Linked DNA regions of Urocitellus parryii: region 1 is linked to region 2. A link is a contact called in public Hi-C data. All regions are on one chromosome and are shown on one strand. The core of a region is the stretch at or near the end of the contact, and the rest is flanking DNA. Distances in the headings are between cores, read along the strand shown. Region 1 holds the start of Rnd3 (Rho family GTPase 3). Region 2 holds the start of Mmadhc (metabolism of cobalamin associated D).

Evidence for each region. A called contact is a pair of places that touch in the nucleus more often than the background predicts.
Region 1: a Hi-C map of muscle shows a contact between it and region 2, with 4 times the contacts expected there. The contact joins the promoter of Rnd3 here to the promoter of Mmadhc in region 2. A contact is called at or near these places in 2 of 2 Hi-C or Micro-C datasets (liver and muscle).

What each region holds. Positions count from the first base shown.
Region 1 is chr1:205,595,093-205,599,478 of mUroPar1.hap1, reverse strand. It overlaps Rnd3 (Rho family GTPase 3), which reads left to right and starts at 2,952. Exons shown (of 5, transcript XM_026389294.2): 1 at 2,952-3,317; 2 at 3,815-3,902. The coding sequence starts at 3,168.
Region 2 is chr1:204,812,160-204,816,450 of mUroPar1.hap1, reverse strand. It overlaps Mmadhc (metabolism of cobalamin associated D), which reads left to right and starts at 2,073. Exons shown (of 10, transcript XM_026388595.2): 1 at 2,073-2,161; 2 at 2,600-2,656. The coding sequence starts at 2,648.

The DNA.
Region 1 (4,386 bases), core at 1,703-4,202, 780 kb before region 2:
ATTGCCAAGTGCAGTCATCCACTATAATTTGGGATTATATTCACCAGTGAGGCGGTTATGCTTCTGGTCTTGCCTGGGACAGACCCTTTTACATCTGTGTTCCTGCTGTAACCATTGGTAGTGCCCCATTTGCTTGCCAAAGTAAGCCAGCTTAGATAATAAATTATGTGGTTACCCTATTCACCTATCATTCAATTCAAAACAAATAACTATTAATGCTAGTCAGAGTGGTTTAACCACACAGGCCACAACAGTAAAGGAATATGAAAGGTCAAGTCCTATCTCTGGAAAGAAGCAACTTCACAAGTCAAAAATGTGAAAGAAGATGAGGTGGGGCCAATTCCAATGACTAAATCCACGAATGAAAATAGGATTCCCCAAGATGTGTTCAGCGGTTCTGGGAAAAGCAAGTAAGAGTGACAGGGAAATATAAGTGCAGAGCTCTTTATTGTGCCAGAAACTGTTATGCAAGCCTCATTTGCATTTCCTCATAAATACTATTATAACTCCTATTTTCAAGATGATGAAATAGAGGCTTCCAGAAGTTAAATAATTCACCCAATGTCACATAACCAGAATATGTGAATCTCAAGATCCAACTATACTTCCTTGTGATCGCCTACCCCTATCTTTATGCCCACTACTTCTCAAATGAACATGTAAATAACTTGATAAAAGTTTCCTGTGCTTAAGTAGGTTTGGGAAGTGCTAGTTCTGAAACTATGTTCACTGGCCACTTTTAAAAAAAATATTCTAATTTGTTATATATGATAGAAGAATGTATTACAATTCATAATACACATACAGAGCACAATTTTTTATATCTCTGATTGTATACAAAGTATATTCACACCATTCGTGTCTTCATACATGTACTTAGGGTAATGATGTCCATCTCATTCCACCATCATTTTTATCCCCTGGCCCCCACTCCACCTCTCCTTCCCCTTTGCCCTATCTAGAGTTCATCTAAACTTTGCATGCTCCCCCTCCCAACCCCACTGTGTATCAGCCTCCTTATATCAGAGAAAACATTCGGCATTTGGTCTTTTGGGATTTGCTAACTTCATTCATTTAGCATTATATTCTCCAACTCCATCCATTTACCTGCAAATGCCATAATTTTATTATCTTCTATTGCTGAGTAATATTCCATTTGTATATATATATATATATATATATATATACACATATGTATGTGTGTGTGTATATATATATATCTCACATTTTCTTTATCCATTCATCTACTGAAGGGCATCTAGGTTGGTTCCACAGTTTAGCTATTGTGAATTTTGCTGCAATAAACATTGATGTGGCTGTGTCCCTGTAGTATGCTGTTTTTAAGTCCTTTGGGTATAGACCGAGGAGTGGGATATCTAGGTCAAAAGGTGGTTACATTCTCACTGGGCCACTTTTCTATAGGACTTTTTCATGACCCTAATGAATCTAAGTGCCTGTAAGTCTTCATGGGAAATATGGGCCGTTTTTCCTCACAAACTGCCTAGGGGACCATTTGTGTGAGGAGAGGGCTAAAGCTCTTCAAAGCAACTCCAGCAAATGATGCTCTAGAAAACCCCAGAAGCGCCAGCAACTTCCTTCTCTGTGGGTCTACACCTGTGTAAAACAAACCCATCAATCCAGTTAAAGTCAGGACTGTCCTTTCAGGGGAGACTCCAATGTTCTCAGCTCTGAATGGAAGGGAGAGACCATTCCAGGATGCCCTACACTTCTTGGTCCTAGATGTTCCTATTTACATCAAGGTTTTAACTACCCTTCATTGTGTCTTTCCACTACCCACACTGAACATTTTTTTTTCCACCTTACCTTCTCATTTAGAAGCCCAGAAATTTCCATAGGAGGATCTATAAATTAGTTTGGGCCAATATCCTTATTACAATTTAATAACTGAAACCTCCTGACCATGTGGGATACAAGAGATGAAGATGAGTTTTCACAGAGAGGAAAAAAAAGATAACAAAATCTGTGGGCTATTTTGGTCCTTCTGAGGCTCTTGCTGGGAGGAAGAGTTTGGAAGACTAGAGGTATGGATGTGGAGGAGAGGTGGAGAGGGCTGGAGAGTTGAACTTGAGTTTTTCATCTAAGGGTATGTGGGTCTTCTGAATCCATCTGAGAGTGCTTTGATTCCAAGGCAGATGGTGGCTACAGATGAAGGAATGAAAGGCAGAGAGGTCCAAGGGCAGGGGTGGGCAGAAGACTGACACTGTGTATTTGGTCCCTAGTGCAGTAAGGCTGCTTCCAGTGGCCTCAGTTATAAGCATCTTCTGCCTCTCTTTCTTCTCTCCTCCCACTCCCTCTTCCCACTCCTGCAAACCTTTCTGCTTTCTCTTGAATGACTGAAATTGCCAGGTTTCAGAAGCTAGCCTGTTACTGTGACCCAGCAAACCAATTCTTGCATCTGAAACAGCTTGGCTTAGCTATTGTTCCATGGCCTACGTACCTGACACTGACCTTTTAATTTTCTTTGTAATACAACCATTTAACCCTTTGGCACCCAAAATTTGCTTCCTATGTTTTGTAACTATGCCTTGACTTTAATGGGAAATACTTATGTTCTCACAAAAAAAAGTTCATGAGGCTTCTGGAGAAGATCACTTATGAAAACATCTTTAAAGGAATTCTAGTACAAATTGATGTGCACAGATATCCATTTTCTGCCTCCTTCTGTACTTGTTCAGTTCCATCCATCAGAAAATCCTACTTGGGGTCTTCTAGTTGTCCCAGAGCTTCGCTCTGAAATCCATTCTGTACAGCCACCCTAGAGGGCGCGCTGCTTACATTTTCCGCAAGCAACGCTACAGCGCTCGCTCCCAGGCTCCATAAAAGGGGAGGAGGCGGATCAGTTTCCTTCTCTCATTGAGAAAGAAGAGGATTGGAAGGCTGGGCGTATAAAGCCGCGCAGAGAGCGTGAAACAAAGCAGTCAGATCGGAATTGGACTTGGGAGGCGCGGTGTGGAGTCAGGCATAAAACTTGTTGGAGGGGAGTAACGAGCCGGCTCTTCTCGTTCTCCTCCTCGTCCGCGTTGCGCTTCAGGGGTTCCCACCAGCCTTGCGATTTATTTTTATATATGCTTTTTATATAGAGAGAAATATATATTTTTTCTTCTTAAGAGAAAATTCCTGTTCCAAGAGAAAATAAGGCAACATCAATGAAGGAGAGAAGAGCCAGCCAGAAACTATCCAGTAAATCTATCATGGATCCTAACCAGAACGTGAAATGCAAGATAGTAGTGGTGGGAGACAGTCAGTGTGGGAAAACTGCGCTGCTGCACGTCTTCGCCAAGGACTGCTTCCCCGAGGTGAGTGAGGCAAGCCTCGGCTTTTAGGGAGGAAACCCTTGAGATACCCCTTCTCGAGGTTCTTCCCCCTGCTTCTCACCCTTTCCCACTTTCCCCACTGCTCGGAATGGGAACGTGCACTGGAAGCGTTTCAGGGGTTGGGACGCGCCTGCACATGGGGTTATTTAGCTCCTGAAACTTGTTCATTTCTGTGTGCAGAGCCCGAGGTAGGAAGATTTGGGTCAGCTTGTCTCCGAGAGCCGATGGGGCCGACAGGGTTTCGGACAGAGTCCACGTGTTTAGTGTGTAGTCTGATGTGTGTGTGTGTTTTTTTTTTTCGTGTGTGTGCGTGTGTGTGTGTGTGTGTGTGTGTGTGTGTGTGCGTGCGCGCTGCGTGTTTCCTTTTTTCCATTGGGAACTAGGGGAGGAGATATTTTCAGTGTTCGATGGTGTGGAGTATTTTAAAAATAACCTCTTTGCCCCCTTTCCTTCCTCTTCTGTCCATTTTGTTTGTCCAGAATTACGTCCCTACAGTGTTTGAGAATTATACGGCCAGTTTTGAAATCGACACACAAAGAATAGAGTTGAGCCTTTGGGACACTTCGGGTAAGAGTCATCGGACCGCGTGGCGCTTGGGGCGGGTTTCTAGTCGCTGCGGGGTGCGCGGCGGGCTCGTTCCACCAGCTCTCTGCGCCCTTCCATTAATTTTGCCCCTGTGAGGGATTCTCACGGCCCCTGCTGGGTGAAAATTTTATCCTTTCTGCGTGGGGGCGGGGTACAATATGGGGAGAGGGGTGGCAGTAGGGAATGGAGAGCGCTGTGTGCCCTCAGGGTGACCCCGAGGTTGGAGTCGCCCCTGGCTGGGTGGCCCGGCATGGTCGGTTCTTGCGGCCTTGCCCGAGTGGTCTCCGGGCTGCCAAGGTGGCTCGGTGCAGGGGGAGTGCGCGCGCCCCTGTGGAACCACTAGTACTAGGCGGGTGCCCCTACTGAATGTGACCTGATGTTTGGCTAGGAGGCGGAAAGCTCTGGCGGTGGGGTGGGGTGGAGTGAGGGGGAGGTGGAAGAAAATCCCCGGAGCGATGCGGTTACA
Region 2 (4,291 bases), core at 824-3,323:
TGAAAAAGGTGGGATTGCTGACTTGAATAAATATGGAAATGAGTGGAGTCTGTTAAGACAAAAGGCAAAAGAACTATACATAAGTATTGGACTCTAGCCGTTAAATCTGTTTCCCATAGGCATACCTGGTAACAATTCTGAACCCACTATACGTGTACATGGAGAGTTAACAGTTCTGAACCCACTACACATGTACACAGGAATTGAACAATTAATTAAATAGATGACAGATAATGAGAGCCAAGTTTCTCACACTAGAGTGCAAGGTTACAGATGAGCAGAGGGAGGAGACAAGCATGATCCATGTGGTGCTGGATTAAAGCTGGAGACATCAGCATGAACTCTTATTTAGCTGACAAAGAAACAGATGGATACATATATAAATTATTTATAGATACCTGCATTTACTCAGGTTAATTTACATACATATATCTCCTTGCTCTGCAACTGAAAAGGCCTAGAAGCAACAATATTCAAAATGTCCAACTCTTGATTTCTAATGTCATTTTCCATTAAAGGGCCCATGGCTCCTTGGGAAAGTGGATGATTCTAGGATTAGATCAGGGGAACATACTAGATGATCCTGGAGCATCTTGTAGTGCCAGAAACTAATGGAAAACAAGGATATGTCAAAAAGGCAGAGGTGTCAACTAAAAGAAATTCCAATGATCAAAACAGGAAAAACAACAAAATACTATTGGATCACAACCCCAAATGTAAAACATCCACAACTACATTCTAATATGAATGGCTGAATACACAAACAAATGGGGCAGAACAGAAGATCTCCCATGCAGAAGAACTGCAAATAATTTATGAAGATAGTTTACTATTAAAGAGATGAAGCACAACTTCTCACTCCTACAATTTGAGCTGCACATAGTGACATCCTTCCAAAGGAAAAGAATAACTTCACAGTTGAAAAATCTGGCAAACACTACCTTAGCAAGGTGATAAAGGTTAACATCAATAGTGATAAATCATGTGTACTCTTAATGTGATGTGTTAAGGAGGGTACTTTACCTCTTTATCCCCCAAGTCCTATAACTCCAATCAATACATAAGAAAAAACATCAGGCAAACTCCAACTGTGGGATATTCAACAAAATGTCTTATGGAGAATGAAGGGAAGGGAGGGAGGATGAGAAAAGGAAAGACAGTGGATATAACTTTCCTATGAACATATACCACAGTGAATCTCACAATCGGGTACACCCATATGAAATTAATTTTAAAAAATAACTATGGGTAAATGGCAGAAAGATCAATCAAGGGAAAGGAGCAGGGGGTGGGGAGTAGAAAGGAAAGGGAGAGGTGCTGGATTAAGAATTAGAACAAGATATTTTCCATGCTTGTACAAGTATGTCAAAATGGATTCTACTATCATGTATTATTAAAAAAAAAAGTGCTTTGTTAGTATGCCTCAAAACTATCAAGGTTACAAAAGCAAACCAACTCTGTGAAACTGTCACTGCCTGGAAGAGTCTGAGGAGATACGGTGACTAAATGTAATGTGGTACTCAGAATTCTGATACAGAAACAGACAATAAGTCAAAAATTAAGAAATATGAATAAAATTTGTGCTTTAACTACAATTTTTAAAAATGCATTAATTTTAAAATTAATTAGGATATGCTATTTATAAATAAATCATTGGATACGTATTTACCGAGCCTGTAGTGAAAGTGGCACTGTAGTAGAAGTGGGGACATAAAAAGAAAAAGTGCCCTGTGCTCAAAAGAAAAATATTCGTGAAAAATACATAATCATACAAAGAACAGAAGACTGTATATTCTGGAGTCAGTAAGAAAAGCTCAGAGTGAGAGGAATCTATCAAATAAAACAAAAATCAATGAACGAAGGAAAAACTCCCGCCTAACACTGCCTGCAGCCCTCCTAGCTAACTCCCAGCTGACACCTCCTCGCTTTGGTCCACCCTTGTTGTCAGCCCAGGCTCAGCCAATCGAAGGTCGGCTCTGGCAGGCCTACGTGACACGCGTGCGCATCATCGGTTCGACGATCCTTTACATCGATGCACTCGGAAGCAACTTCGTTGGCCTGGTAGTGACCAAAGTAGCTGCTACCCCCATCGCCTTCGCCGCAGCCATTTTGACGGTGCGAAGAGTCAGAGTCTGGGACGGCTGGAGGCGGGTGGTGATTGGTACGGATGGTTTCCGCCCGCCTTAGCCCCTCCAAACTCGCCAATCTTTGGCCCAGAGTTCTCGGTATTGCCCTGATTACGGAGATCCCCTGTCGTCCTATCACCGCCCCTTCCTCTTCTGCGCAGCCCGAGCCTCCTTTCGGAGGTGTTGCCAAACAGCCCTGATCTGTGTTAAAACATCAGCGTGGACCCCGGCGCTCTGAAGGCCGGCCGTCCCACCCCCTCGGGTCGGGTGGGTTTTCCCCCGGGACACGTGTGCCCGTGGATGCTCGGAGCCGCGACCTCCTGGGGTCGGCCGGGGGGAGTCTGGCCTCGGGGGTGAGGGGCAGCTCGGAGGTCATCCTGCCGAGGGGGAGGGACACAGCACGCAATAGTGGACGTTCCGGAGTGGTCCCTCAGAGTTCTGTCACTAGCCTGTTTTGTTTTGTCCTTTCCCAGGAATACTTTGCGAAGGAGAAGATTTTGTGTCTGTCTTCTCCACTGGAAATGGCCAATGTGAGTAGTCTTAAAAGTCAGTTGAACTTGTTAGGAATCAGACGGATTTCATTATGGGGCTTTGACGTCATGATGTTAGTGTATCAAAAATGTCAGGAGAAGCAAGGGCTATGAAATTATGTTGTAATCCTTTTAAGGTAGTTTGAACACAGATATTCTTTTAATATGCATGTACTTATCTCTCCAATTTTATTTTTCTAGACAGAAAGTTTTAAAACCCAATATTTTTAAAGACGTTATTCCAGTATTTAGAATCTATATAAAGCCCCTTTTTATTTCTCGTTAGCAAAACTGAAGGGTTTGTAGCCGTTGCAATATAGGAAGTGGCCCTCCAGATTCTACAAAATGAAATCAAAAGGTATTCATTGACATCAGCATTGACTCTTAAGTACCCTGTGATTAATTATACACATCCAAGGATGAGAGTGTATTTCAGTGAGGGAGTGCTTGCCTAGACTGTGCAAAAAAGAAAGAAAAAATTATACACATCTTACTTTACCTTAGAGAATTCATATAATATGGACATAAGACATGAAAACAGCTACAATAAAAGTAGCATATAATCTTTTTTTAAAACTTTGAAAAGGTACAATGCACATTCAGAGTTTTGTGCAGAAGGAAAAGTAGGGTTGGAGACTACTGTGAAAAGCATTTGAGACTTGAAAACTGAATGAAATCTGATAATTAAGATATGGGTGGGAAGAACAGAAGTTGTTCAAAGAACACTACTCATTGCTCCTTTCAAAAATTAAATTATTTCCACCTGATGATCACTAGAAGGTAAGGTTGAATTCTGAGGTTGGGACCAAATAATAGGGAACCCTGAATGAAGCCATATTCTATAAACTGTGGTGACTTAATCAGACCTGAATGTTAGAAAGATGAATGGGCAACAGCAGAGATATTATTCTTGCAATTAGTAAGTGCAAATGTGTGGCTTACACAGTCAAATCACAAGAGTAGTCTAACAATTTGGCCTTAATTTTAACATGAATTTTTGCCTACCCATAATCTGTACAGAAAGGAACGTTGTAAAAGGTGTATATGGTACTTTGAAAAGAGGGAAATTAAGTATAATATTAATATCTGACCTTTATTTTGGCTACATGAATATAAATTAGTTCAGTAGGGCAAATAGTTTAGAAGATGCTTTTACAAGTTATTTTTTAGAATGAAATTTATACTAAAAAATGTTAGTATTTAAATTGCTTAAAATTTTTGTATTTATATGCATTATAAACTCTGAATGGATGTTAGTAATGAAATATGCATGTCTTTGACAGTTTAGTTAACATTCCAATTGAGAGTCATATCAATGCTTCAGAGTCTAGCAAACTGAATTTATAACTCTTTAAAATATACCTTTTGTGATGTTATGCTTTTTATCTAAAAAATTACAGACTTTTATTAAAATTTTATATATGGTAGAATACTTGTTGAAGAAGTACATACCTGCTTTTCATAAAAACACAGAAAATACAGCAGTCCTGAATTCACGTAGCCCAATGGCATTAGTTAGCAACAAATTACTATAGCTACCAGAAGGCTGTTTCTTTATATCAGAAAGGCATATTTCAAGTTTGTCTAGATTCTGAAGCATGGACGTTTATGACTCTTAATATGTATGCTAATTGA